Linked DNA regions of Mus musculus: region 2 is linked to region 1. The links are chromatin contacts, called in public Hi-C maps. All regions are on one chromosome and are shown on one strand. Each heading gives the region's core, a stretch centred on a gene start, on an enhancer-like site or on the middle of the called end of the contact. The rest is flanking DNA. Distances are from core to core; before and after follow the strand shown. Region 1 holds the start of Foxg1 (forkhead box G1). Region 2 holds the start of Nkx2-1 (NK2 homeobox 1).

Region 1 (6,240 bases), core at 3,712-6,211:
GCGCACATTAGTTTGTCCTGGTAGTTTTGTGTTTGTTTGTTTGGATTTCTGTTTGTTTTGTTTGTTTTGTTTTGTTTGGGGAGGTTATTTTTTTTTATAAGAAAGCAGACATTTTATTAGCACACAGCTTGCCTTCTCTCCTGGACTAAAGGAGGCTTTGGGACTCAAGCATGCAGTTTTCCCAATCCTTATTCCTCTACAGACTTGCAATGAGCAGAAGTCATTCTCTGTGTTATATTTATTCATCTAACGTACAACCCTATGAATTCCGCATGCATTTAGCTGTTGAGAGGCGACCGCTTCTGAACTGAGTATCTAATAGTTGCAACTGAGTCAACCTTTTTGTTCTTCCAGTTTTCTCTCACAATGGGAGTTTTGGGGATCTTCTGGAAAGTTGCTTCCGAACATAAGAGCTTTGATGTTTGTGCTCTCAGGGAAGTCTATACTTTTTCCTCAAAGAAGACAATTCCAGCTCTTGCTTAACATCTCACTGATGCTCAGAAAAACTAAGACTAGTAATGACATAGTTAGGGCCTCTGTGTCATAGGAGTTGTGTGCTTTTTCAGCCTGCAAGCTTTTGTTTCACAGTGAGTGTGTGTGTGTGTTTATGAAATAATTTTCTTTCTTTTCCTTTCAAGATGCACTGATGAACAAACCAGAAAAGACAGCATAGTCATACATGCTGGATTTTGTAAGTCTCTTTCCTTCCTTTTCAGAAAGACTGGGACGGGGTGGGGAGAACTAAGAAGCCAAGCCTTGTCTTCAATTTCCAGTTCTGGGACCACACTTCCACTCTCTCTTTTCTCTTCAATGTTCCTTGTCTTCTTGGGAAAGTGGACTGCATTGATTCCTTGGGCAACTAGGGGAAATTATAGACACTGGCCTTTCAGGACTGGCTTGCCTATCTGGTGTGTGAGAGAATTTCTCCCAATTGGTTCTGGTCTACAACTGGAGTGTCTTACTTACCAGGGGCTCAACTTCTTAAACTATCAACTCCCAGTAGTCCTGTAGCTACTAGCAAGTAACAGAAAACACATTAAAGGGCAGCAGGCCTTCCTACTCATCAAAAATGCTCAGAGTATTCTACAGAGACTGTGTTCAGAGCAACTCAATGGTTCTTGGCTCTAGGGTGATGCCATTATGTGTGAGTCTCTCTAGGGCTGTTGGTACCCGGGAGTTTTTGGGTGCTAGTGGATCTAGCTTTGCTACACATAGGACACATGGCCATATCAAAGAGATGTGCCCAGAGAAATCAATGAGTTTCCATGAAGACCACTTCCCCCCTTTTCTCCCTCCTCCTTTTAACTGCCTGGCTTCTGAAGTGGCTCCCTAGCTTATAGAAGTTAAACATTTCAACTCTCAAATATGAGGCTCTCCCTTAGATTTTTTTTTCCTCAAGGTTCTCAAGCAAAATTGCCAGTGCCACAATGTTATGATGGAAGGATGCTGAAATGACAGGCCTAGTAGACGCTTGTCTTAATCATCGGCTTCTTAATTTAGTTTTAGAGCTCTATGTGTGTGTGTGTATACCCACTCCATGCACATATGCGCGCCCTCGATGACGTTAGGGGTGCGTGCATGAGCCTGCTGAGAGCAGCCTCTGACAACCTGCAGCTCCCTAATGAGTGACGAGGCAGGGCTGCCTAGGAAAAGTCACACTTCCCTGGTGTGAAGACCTCTTACTGGGAAGTTTAGTTCACTACTGTTCTCGCAAACCTAATCGTATAACCTGTAACCAAAACCCACAGAACAAGGATACAACACGCTAAAGAGTAACTTCTAATCACTAAATGTTAGCACCATTACCTGCTGTTAGGAAGAGATTATAGACAAGTTGGCTCTAGGGAAGGCAGACTTCATTTGTTACAGAACCACTGAAATACCTGGATGTCTCAGCATGGGATCTACTGACTCCCACATGTCAAGAGGTCACAAACCGTCCTGTGCATTTGTAAGAAGAGAACTTTAGCTTGAGTTTGTCTCTGCTCCCAGGGGAAAGATGGAAGTTGATAAATATGGCCCACCCTTGTTACTAGAAAGTAAAGATGGCCCAAAACAAAACAAAACAATGTACCCAAGAAAGAAAATGCAACATCCATCCACCCTCAAAGATGGAATAAAAATAAGCTGCCCCCTGCTCGAATGAAGTGCGCTGTGTAAGCTTGGAGATTAATTTTAAAATTGACAAGGAATAATCTACACTTCTCCAGCAACTCTTCTGCTGAAATTGCTCGCTCTACAATTCTTGTCCTTTTTTTTTTTTGAGTGAGTAGGTAGTGGATGAGAGCTGAGGTCTACGAGGTCACCACTATGTAAACTAACAGATCACATTTACTCTGGTGTGCTCTTCTATTCATTACTTTCCTAAGACTACACATTTGCAAATTTATATGTGTGAGGTTAAATTGATTAGGAGGGAAAATTATACTGGTGGGGGGATTTGTTTCCGGTCTGAGACCACTGGCTGCCTGCCCTCTGTCTTCTGAAGGTAATCACAGCGACTAGGAGGCTGAAAACAGGGCTTTATGTGCAGAGGGAAGAGGCCCTCGGTGGACGTGGGCAGGACTTCAAATCCAATTTGCACCCAAATTGGTTGGTAGGATATACAAAGCCTCATCCAGAGACTTTCAACTTCACAATACTTTGTCCAGGAACTCCTTCCCCCTCTGCTTCAGCTAGCAGCAGATCTAAAAAGAAACCATTGCTTACACAAATATAAGCCTCTGAGTAAACAGTGCATGTTTTGTTGAACAAGCCTGATATACATATGTGTGTGCATTCTGATATATAGCCCCATCTCACCATAAAGAACAAGTAAAATTATTTAAAGGGATTCAAACTTGCTTTTTCGGGAATTGCAAATAACCTTTGCATCAGGAAACTAGTTTTAATATTATTTCAAACTATATGCTATGTTTTTACGATCAATCATCCTGCTTTGAGAGACTCGCATTCACGTAACCTTAAAATAACACAGCACACCCTTAATCTGCATGCAAAACAATTTTCAAGCCGCCATAAGCCTTGACATATAAAATCAGAGTATTGCAGCTCTCACTGTACAAAACCCAGTTTTTGCTCCTTGAAAGTAAACAGAAGAAAAAAAAAAAACCTTACTTTGCCTGCTAATTTCTTCCACGGGGTAACAAAACAATACACACTTAGCTTTAACCTAAGAAGCACCTCAAAACATTAAAAATTCATCAGTCAGAGCTGGTGTTGTATTCAAGGAACAACTCCTCCAGTTCACTGCTGAGCTCAGATTTGAATAAAATGTCCAATGTTAACAAACAATACCCACGTTTGGCACTTTGTGTATTAAATTGATCAAACAGATTTTAGGAGACACAATGCACAATTTGTACAGACCTGATTGAGTTAATATAATATCAGCAAATTTTACATCGAAATGATTCTGTTTCTTTTCTTTGTGTTTAAAACCAGCACAGATTACAAATTTTAATGATCTGAAAATGTTTGGTATACAAAATCATGCTTATTTCAGTATTAGCAAAAACACAAGAAATTTTTCAACACAAACACCCAGCTGTGTCTATTTTAAAAGCAGTTCAATGACAGCTTGCACTTATGAGCATGCAATCAGCTAATTTCGCTTTTTTTTCTTCTGTGTTAATCAACACTTTCCTTCCTGCATATCAGAGTACAAATAGTATAGTTACTCCACATCAGTAAATGTTTACGTAACCTGTCCTTTCCCAAGAATCCGGTTACACCGAATCATTTCACGCTAGACCGACTACGAAAACGTACCGGGCCGTCCACCTCTGAGGGAGCCCCGGGAGCCATTATAAGCGGTGGTGAGAAGGGGGGCTGGGGGATGGGGAGGAGTAGGTGGAGGAGTGAAGGGGAGAGGAAAGGAGGGAGGGAGAAGGGGTGGGTTAGTGAAAGGGGAAGAAGGGAGAGGGGAGGAGGAAGGAAGGCAAGCGCATTGAGGAACCACCAGGGAAAATGGGCCTGAGGAGGAGAAAAGAGTGGGAAGGGAAATGAACAAGACAACCCAGGCTCACAGATCTCTCTAGCTAGGTTGGCAAAGCTCATCACGTCGCCAGGCTCCGTGAGAAACCCCAAGCCTAGAAATCAACCTTTGGCACCAATGTGTTTTGCAAAGCTGATTGCTAGAACCCTGGCCTTTTCCGTCATGCATAGCTTGTTTTAAAGTCAGCGGATATGTAGGAAGAGATCCAAGCAGTGGAAGGATATTTGGGGACAAATAATCAAAGATCTCTTACAACACTCCAATAGATATAAAATTTGCTAGCTATTTGTAATTGTGGATAATTTTCGCTAGCGTTTCCCTCTCTTTCCCTCCCCTCTTTCTGCGCCCCATTTCAAATTTGGGGGGTGAGAACATCAGAATAACTCCCTATTATTTTGAGTATTGCATGTTTCTGGTAGATTTTAGTACCACACATAGGCCCTGTTTTTTCTCCTTCCTTTTTTTTTTTTATATCAAGACTGAGAGATCATTTAGCTAAGAGCTCATCAAAATGAATGCTGGCATGGGTAGAGTATTTTACCTTAAAGAGGAGGGGAAAGATACTCGTGACCTATGTGTCTCCACCTCCCTCTCCTCTCTGGCTACGGCCTCTGCTTACAACGTGGCGCGCTTTGAGCCAGTGAGGATTTGTGATCTGTGTGCTCCGCACTAAATTCCAATCCCTGGGAAATGCTGGGCCTTGGCCCTGGCCCTGGCCGCGATCTTTTTAAAGGCCTTGAATTACAAGCTACCCACTCGTTTCAACCTCCCCACCAAACCATCCCCCAAACCCCAGAAGCTAGGACTGTCAAATCCACCTTCCTTGGGCTCCCCAGAGCATTCCAGCAGCATCCAAGAAGGGTAAGAGCTGATTTCGCCCTACTGGTGTTTCAAGATTGAGGTTTTAAAGAGATAAAGTATTTGTGAAATGGGAAAAAGGAGCAAACATAGGATTTAAAAAAAAAAAAAACGGAAGTAGACGCCCACTCATATTTTCTTCAATGTCAAGCAAAATGAAAATATTTCCAGGATGATCGATCGCGGCTACCGGCTTCCAGTACTGCCTAGAAGCTGAAGAGGAGGTGGAGTGCCCGAGGAGACAACTGCCACCGGGTCACCCGCGCGTGAGCGCGACTCTGGGAGTGAAGCGAGACGGAGGGAGAACACACGTGTTACCTGCTTTATTTCGGGACTGTTTGGGTCTGTGCTCGCCCGGGGCAGCTCTCCGCCCGCCCGCCCGCGTGCGTGGAAGGCCTCCACAGAACGCACCCACCGCTCAGCCGCCCCCGCTCGCCGCCCTCAGCCCAGCTTCACAGCCGAGCTCGCCGCGGGCCGCAGGAAGCTGTAAGTACCGGCCTGGCCGTGGCCGCCCCCGCCCCACCTTCCAGGCCCCGTTCCCCCGATGCCCGGCTCTCCGGAGCTTGCTGGCCCGCTCGCTCCCAGGGCGCTGCCGGGGCCGCCGCGTCCCCAGGGTTCACGCCCTCTCCCGCACCCTCGCAGCTCGCCCCTCCGCCGCGCCCCCCGCCCCGCTCTTCCAGACAAAATTGGATACAAACTTTAATCAATAAGGATAAATATTGACGCGCAAAGGAAAATAATCCCATACAGGGAGGAGGCCACAGTCGAGCGGCCGCGGCCCGGGGCGCACGCCCCACGCTAATCCTGGCCGGGTGGGCGATCTCCCGCCGGTCCCCGCGGCTCCAGGCCTGGGCCCCGCCACCCGGAGGGGGCGGTGAGCGGGGGGCGGGGCCGGGGCGGGGCGGGGATGGGCGGGCCCTGGGCCCCCGATTGGTCGACGGCTAGCCAGACGCTCCTGCACGCCGGCGGCACTGATTGGTTCGGCAGTAGGAAAGGTTAAACCAAAAATTTTTTTACAGCCCTAGTGTGCGCCTGTAGCTCGGAAAATTAATTGTGGCTATAGCTGCCTCGATCGCTGTCTCCTAGCCTCGCTGCGGCCGCTCCGGGACGCGCCCGCCCGCCGCCCGGCTCTCCCCCCCTTCGGGCTGCCGCTGCTGCTGCTGTGACTGCTGCGGCGCGAGGAGGAGGAGGCAGCGGGGGAGGGGGAGGCCGGGCGCGGAACGGAGCGGGGCGCTGCACCCCGGGCGACGGGTTGCTTCTGCCTCTAGCCTCCCTCTCTCTCTCTCTCTCTCTCTCTCTCTCTCTCTCTCTCTCTCTCTCTCTCTCTCTCTATCTCCTCTCCCTCTCTCTCTCTCTCTCCCTCTCTCTTTCTCTCTCTAATTCTT
Region 2 (7,009 bases), core at 301-2,800, 7.2 Mb after region 1:
ATAATTAGCTTACATGCTGATGACAAGGTAAACACCTTTAAGCTTCACTTGTCAAGATTTTTAGGTCTCAAAGAGAGAAAGAAGGAGAGAGGGAGAGAGAGAGAGAGAGAGAGAGAGAGAGAGAGAGAGAGAGAGAGAGAGAACCAAAGCATTACTTTCCCCCTCCCTTGGACACCCCCACCCCCATTTTTGTGGGGTGCCTGTGGCGCGCGAGGAAAAGGCGGGGGGGGGGGAAGGAGGAGGGAACCGAGAGCGGGAGGGCCAGAGGTGGGGTAGAGAATAACCTAAGGGGAGGGATGGAAAGGAGAACGGAAGGTGAATACTGCTTTGCAACCAACTTGGGGAGTTACAAAGTGGAACCGCGGTCCAATTTGGTCGGGGTTCCGAGGTCAGGGGCTGGCCTTTGGGGGAGAAGGGGGCTGAGGAGCAGGGAGCGGGATTTCACCTGAGCCTGCCGGGGCTGCTCCTCCCTCCCGCTGCGGCCTCCCAGCCCCGCGCCTTCCCACCGCCTCCGGACCACATCGGGCTTCGCTGCGCTGAGCCCCAGTCACCACCAAAAGAGTGTGCGAGTCTGGGGATGAACCCTGGGGCTGCACTGTTGGTCTATGTGTCTGTCAGTCTGTCTGCTTCTTCTGCCGCCGCCGTCAGAGGGACACCTCTGCTCCCCGCCCCCTTTCCCCTTACCCGAGAGAATCCCAGCGGGCGGAGGGGGAGCTGAGTAAGGGAACGACTGCCTCCGGGAGGCTGTCACCGATCCCCGCGCCACCCCCCACCAAGCTCCTGGCTCCCTAGCGGACCAGCCCCCCCAGCCCACCCCACCCCGCCGCTCCCTTTCTCCACCCCTTTTGCCGGCCCAGGCAAGTACACCGCTGGCCCTCTGAGCTACGAGGCTAAGGGTGCGGGGGATTAACAGGAGAGTCCACCACGGAAGTTGCCCCATCTCGAACAAACCTGGTGCCCCTGACCCTTGCCCATGGCCTGGATACTTCGGCTTCAGAAGCTGATGCTGTCTTTCCGAGGACATCCCAGTCCCAGCACCCCAGCTCAGATCCCCGCAGTTTTCCCTTCCGATGCTTCAGTGAAAGCCCGGGCGGGGAGCCGCGTGAGCGCCCGCAGATCCGTTGCAGAGTGGAACTGAGTCTGAACCCGGGTGGAACTCGTTGTCCGGGAGGAGGCGAATATCTCGACGCCCGCAGCCCAGCGGGCGGGAGGCTGGGCTGAGGCTCGCCTCCTCCCGGAGCTCAGCCATGCAAAAGTGCACTTGCTTCCCCGGGAATAACCAAATATCTTTGTCTAAAGTGGCGGCGTAAATGGCCGGTCGCTTTGTGGCCACGCTGGATATTAGTAGATGAGGATCATTCTGCTTCAATTGGGCGCCTCTCATCCGGCTAGGAAGAAACTGCTTAGGAGGAAGTGGGTTTCCTGTCTGAGCGTTCCCAGGCTTCAAGTGTGAGCCCCGCGCCTTGAGGGTCCTTGGGCGCCTGGCAAGGGGGAGCTGTGGGCTGTGCTCCCTAGCGGGCCCGGGGGCGTCAGCCTCATTGCTGTTACCAGGTCAGGATCAGCAGCTAAGTGGGTTACCCAGCCAAGCCCTGCATGGCACAGATTTGGAGACCACCTCCGTTTTTTTTTTTTTCTCCTTGGAATTTAAGCGTTTTCGTTATTGTTTGTTTTTGTTTTGGCTTTGCTTGTCTGCTGTTCGAGCTTTCTTGGAGCGCTAGAGGCTGGGAGGGCGGAGTGCTTCCTGGCCCGGCAGGTGCCTCCTAGACACTTCGGCGGCCAGTCAAGGAGGCTTCTTGATTTTGGTTTTTGTTTTCACATTTTCTTTCCCCTCCTTGTAGTGAGGGAGCTCCCGATAATGAACAAGCAGTTTTGAACTACTTAATTCAGCAGGGTAGGCTCCTTTCCATTAATAGCAATTATAGTATGGAAAGTTGTTTTATTTGCTTTTTAAGATCTCTCCTTGAAGAGTGCTCTCTACTCCCTCAACACAAAGCCGACGACTAAACTAACATTAGCTTTCCTCACCACCTACCTCCATCGTGAAGGGAAGGAAGGCTCTGGGCATCAGCGGGCCTCCCATCTGGGCCCGCATTTTCGAACCGCCCCCGAGGTGGCTTTGAAGCAGGGAACCCCGACTTTAAGCGGCCAGGTGCGTTGTGTCTCTGTAGCTAAGGACAAGTGGAAAGCAGAGCTCTGCGCTCTCCTTTCCCAGGGACTTCTCTGGGGGGCGCTCTCAAGATGAGCTACAGCACTTTGGTCTACAGTGTCGAGAGTGCAGGGAGGGGAAGCCACGCTAGATCAAGTGAACGGCAGAAAGGGCAGGCAAAGCATAATGCAGACCTAGTCTGAAGGCGCGACCCAGATCTGCTAGCATTGGGAACGGGATCGTCTTAGGAAGTCCCTGGTCCTCCGTCTCCATTTAACCCCGTTATTTTATAATTGTTGGTGGTCATAGGAACACCAAGGGTAGAGTGTCATTTGTCTCTCCCGGTTTTAGTGCCACTTACAGAAGGAGGTAATTCTTCAGAAGGTTTTTTGGTGAGATTTAAGCAAAATCAGGCACATCAAAACACGCCCAAAGCTTTGAGGGAAGAAAATTAAGCTCACTAACAAGGTCGATATTTCTGTGTCTGTGGTTAATATCAAATCCATTGCTTCTTCGGGGGGCCTGTTAGTCTGGAGTGAAAGGTTTGTTCAATCTTCTACAGTCTCTGAGCCGTGCAGCCCGGACCTTCAAAAACACCAGCAGGTGGCCAGTTTGGGAGAATGTACACAAGCTGCATCTTAGCCCTACTGTAACTAGGGGCCCCCATCCCCAGCCGCACAGCACTAGGTGAGGGGCTGAGCTTCAGTCAGAGTTCGAGGGGAGTGATGCCTGGCAACCCCCATGCTTTACCCTGAAGGGGAGGGGAACTGGACTGAGCTTCAAACTTCTCCTGCTGGCACCAATGCCAACAGCTCCCATCTAGAACTGGGGGTGAGGGGCTCTGTTGCACTCTGTGACTTGAACCAAATGAACTTCCCATACTTCTGCCCCTTCATAAACATCCACCATTCTGGATTATTTCCCATGAGCACTGACATCCACAAGAGTAAGCCAGAATTCTCAAGAGCCTTTGGGGGCCTGGGGGGGGTGTTGGGTGGGTGGGTGGGGAGCCACCTATTTATCTCTGAACTCATCCATGCAAAGATCTTGAGAATTCTCACCAGGTTAGTCTTTCTGACTAGAGAGCATGCTGCCTCTCTGACTCATCTTGAACAGGACCCACTCGGGTTAAACCAGAGATATTTTTTTCCCCTCTTGTAGCTGTGGATTAATTCTTAAAAACCTAGTCCACCCCTCATGGCTGGTGCCTCCTGCGCTGTCAGTAGACTGGCCTTGTGGCTAGCAGGACAGAGCTCAGCCCTCATAAGGTTATTCCCTGGTTCAGCCCCAAGGGTCCTCTTTAATCTCACTAGTTAGGAATCAAAGGGCTGCAGAGACTCAGGCTTCACCAGAAGAAGAGCAGAGTAACCATTAGTCTTTGCAGCAGTGTAGCAGAGGGACACTTCCTTCTTCCCCTCCAGTGTCTCTTTGAAAGCTCACTGGTAGAACGCTAGAGAGAGGATGTCCAAACCAGATCTACCACTTGCCACCTACACCTCAGCTTGCTTACTTCCAACTCCCATGAAACCCTTCACATCTGCCAAGGGCACTAGATGTGCTTCTTCTAATGCTGCAAAGTTCAAAATGTTATCTTACAATTCATGATTCACTTAGCAACTACTCTTGGAACCCATGCTGTATCCGATATTTGGTAGGCTAGGTCAGAGTATTTAGCCATTAACGACCTATCTATGGCCGGTCTCCACCTGAAGCTTCCATATTAGCACTAGATCACTGCAGTGATGTATAATTACTTTGTAACAAGCATTGAGAAAGGGGGCGTGTCCCAGTGAAGTTTTGTGTCCTGGATTAGCTAGGTTAGTGCTGGGGGACTTGGGGGGGGGGGTGGAGATGCCCTGGAGTAGAGCTCAGAAATCTTGGTGTCTGAGACCTGGCTTTACCACTTTCTGATTATGTGAGCTCCCACCATCCCCTGGAGCAAATCCCTTCATACATGCACATGGACACCATACATGCACATGGACACGTGCATGAATGTGTGCATACACACTGTATGTGGGGATGTGGTAGAAGCCTGCCTCATACAACTTCCTACTTTGCTGTGTCAGTGACTTAAATAATCGGTGATGAGATGCTGTGCAGGAGTTTGACCGTCTTTAAGCACATTAGCACAATGAATTATTCTAATTCAGTATTTCAGACTTCAACTTGGGGATCAAGCCTCTAAGGCTCTGTAAGAAGCAACACCCAATCCTCCGATAGCTACTGCAGGTATAGCATCTTTGCTGTGCTGTACTTGGGAGGACTTGATGGGGCTGGGGAGATGTCTCAGTGGTAAAGAACACTTTCAGAGAACCTGGGTTCTATTCCCAGTACAGGATTTATGTCTCATAACCTTCTGTATCCCATTTCCAAACAATCTAATGCCCTTTTTCAGGTCTCTGCAGGAACCAAGCACACACTTAGTGCATTTAGACAAGCAGTCTCTCTCTCTCTCTCTCTCTCTCTCTCTCTCTCTCTCTCTCTCTCTCTCTCTCTCACACACACACACACACACACAATTTTTTAAAAGAGTGGGGTGGAGGCAACCTGGCACAAGAGCAACAGAAAGTGGGGAGAGAGGGTTTACTATTCTCTAACCCAGAGATCCAAGGAGTGCCTTCCAAACATGGCTAGTTTCTGAAAAGTTTTCCAAGACCCCTCTATGCTTTCCCAAGCTTTGAAAGCCTCTCTGGGGTCCTCACTAGGCAGGCTGAGAATCAGGACAGCTTTGGAGTGTTGCAAGGAAAAGAGCCTACTGCCAATTCTTTTCTTGGCTTAAAACCTTTGAGATATCTCCTTAAGTCGTGGTTTGTGCGGCCGGAGTGCAGGGCTGGGAGGACCATCACAGCATCTCCCTGACAGGAGGATGCTCTTGTGGAAATGAGATTCCATCAGAGAGTCCTCCCAGAGAGTCCTCCCCCTCCCCGCCGCCCCCCCCCCCTTCCCAGGCCTTGGGTGGTGGAGGAGTCCTCTCTTCCCTTGCTCTTCCTTCAGGTCTCAGTCCCAAGTTGTAACCAAAACCCCTATGGGCTCCCAAATTCCGGGGACGCCCCCTATAGGGATGGGGTTTGAGGCAGGAATGAATCTAAAGAGTGGATGATAAAGAAATGGGAAGCAAGCACTAAATCATACTTTGAAATGAGGGGGACAGAGATGTGACAGACAGAGATGAGAACTTGGAGCAGGGCGCAGACAGCGCTGGGCACACTCAGAGTGAGAGGTGTGAGAGATGGGGAGTGAGAGATGGGGACTGTGAACATCAGCCAGTCAGCACTATTCTAAAGAGTGTTTTAGAGGTGCTGAACGCTAACAAAGGTCCTCAGGAAGGCGCGGTTGCTTTGTCCCAAGACCTGGGCACATTCATTTAGCTTTTTATATTATAAATTGCTTGTTATTGTTATTGGGTGCTGCGGTTGGAACTCGGGACCTCGCGCATGCCAGGTGAGCGCTTTGCAAATGAGCTACATTTCCAGTATCTCTCATTCAGCTTTAGCTGACTGATCCCCCTTTCAGCCTTTTCAAATTTTGTTGCCTGTAGTATGCTTTATTTTCTGTGAAGTCGCTACAGCGGAGTTCCCTTCTCCAGTTCTTCTCCTCTGCAACCTTTCTCTTTTCTTTCCTCTTCCCTTCTATCCAACACTTGCCCTCGCGAAAAGTTTCCGACGGCCACCGTACTGTCCCAGGCCCGCTTTGGTGATTTTTGCCCTACAGTCTGGATTCCTCTTCGCTTTCTAGGTGTGGAAGCCTGCCAGATGCAGACCGAGGCGATCCGCGGCGCCCTCTACTGGTCACCAATAGAAATGTATCTCTACAGCCTCTTGGGGAAGCTTTGCAAGTAATTGGGTCATGGAAAGAAAGACTGGTAAGTTGAAAGAGACTGGGAGTGGTTAACCTTCCACCCATCCTCTCAACTGCTTATCATATTACACACTAGTTCAACGTGTCAGGCTTTTCATAGGTGTACTCAAAGCTTTTGCAATATAGTTCCTGATTGACTTAGAATTAACCAGGCACTTTACCTTCTGTAAATCAGGACTGGAGAAGCCACAGCAATACCTAAATTCTCCATCTAATTAGGCTTTAATGTATAATTGTGTTACAGGAATTTGCTTTTCAAGTCTGAGGGCAAGTGGACATGCATTTGGTGGTGAAGTGGCTTTTACTTTCTGCATTTCCAAAGCCTGAAGAAACGAGAGGTACTTGCTGAGTGGCCTGACATTGGGCGCTCTAATAGAATAGCTGCCAAAACTCTTGAAGCTAGAAGCTTTCTAGAATTATCATCACCTAAGTAAGAACCAAGACCACCTGCCCAGGGGTGGCACCACCTACAGACACATCCATAGGCTAATCCTATGGGCTAATTGACCGTGTATTCTTCGATTGGGCTAAGACAGTATATCCTTCAGGCCAGAGCACAGTTATTTTCTGCTTGCTTTTTAGTCAGGCTAACATTGAGAACCAGGGGCAATAAATAACTCAGAAATATGTGAAAATGAGCAGGCTTAAGAAAAGGGCACATTTTAGGTGGACAGAGTAGAGAATATGGCAGGAGTGATCAAAAAAAATGAAAGAGAAGCCACATATTTCATATTGGGACAATAGGAAAGGTCTTTTTTTGGGGGGGTCAGACCTATCAACGGAAATCGCCAGGGTATAAAAATATGAAGTCACCAGAGAAACTTTTATTTCAAAAGAGAGTTCTGGAATGCTGTTCTGGACAAGAGCTTTCTGGGAAAGGGTTTCCCTAAGGTGAGCCACATCCACATGTGGAGGTACTCAGAGGCCATTGCAACCGTGGGAAAGGGGGCTTGGTTACTTCTCAATCTGGTAGCAGACCATAACACCATCCATACAGTGCTG

What was found. Hi-C and Micro-C count contacts between places; a contact is called where the count stands out from the background.
Region 2: a contact with region 1 is called in a Hi-C map of embryonic stem cells, with 12 times the contacts expected there. The contact joins the promoter of Nkx2-1 here to the promoter of Foxg1 in region 1. A contact is called at or near these places in 5 of 39 promoter capture datasets (cranial neural crest, embryonic stem cells, frontonasal cranial neural crest and 2 more) and 16 of 484 Hi-C or Micro-C datasets (cerebellar granule neurons, cerebellum, cranial neural crest and 7 more).

What each region holds. Positions count from the first base shown.
Region 1 is chr12:49,378,046-49,384,285 of GRCm38.p6, forward strand. It overlaps Foxg1 (forkhead box G1), which reads left to right and starts at 4,962. Exons shown (of 2, transcript NM_008241.2): 1 at 4,962-5,341. Gm34304 (predicted gene, 34304) reads right to left here and starts at 3,783. Exons shown (of 2, transcript NR_168648.1): 1 at 3,772-3,783.
Region 2 is chr12:56,535,358-56,542,366 of GRCm38.p6, forward strand. It overlaps Nkx2-1 (NK2 homeobox 1), which reads right to left and starts at 1,551. Exons shown (of 3, transcript NM_009385.3): 1 at 952-1,551. It overlaps Gm26973 (a long non-coding RNA gene), which reads left to right and starts at 1,833. Exons shown (of 6, transcript XR_872771.2): 1 at 1,833-2,149; 2 at 5,885-6,011.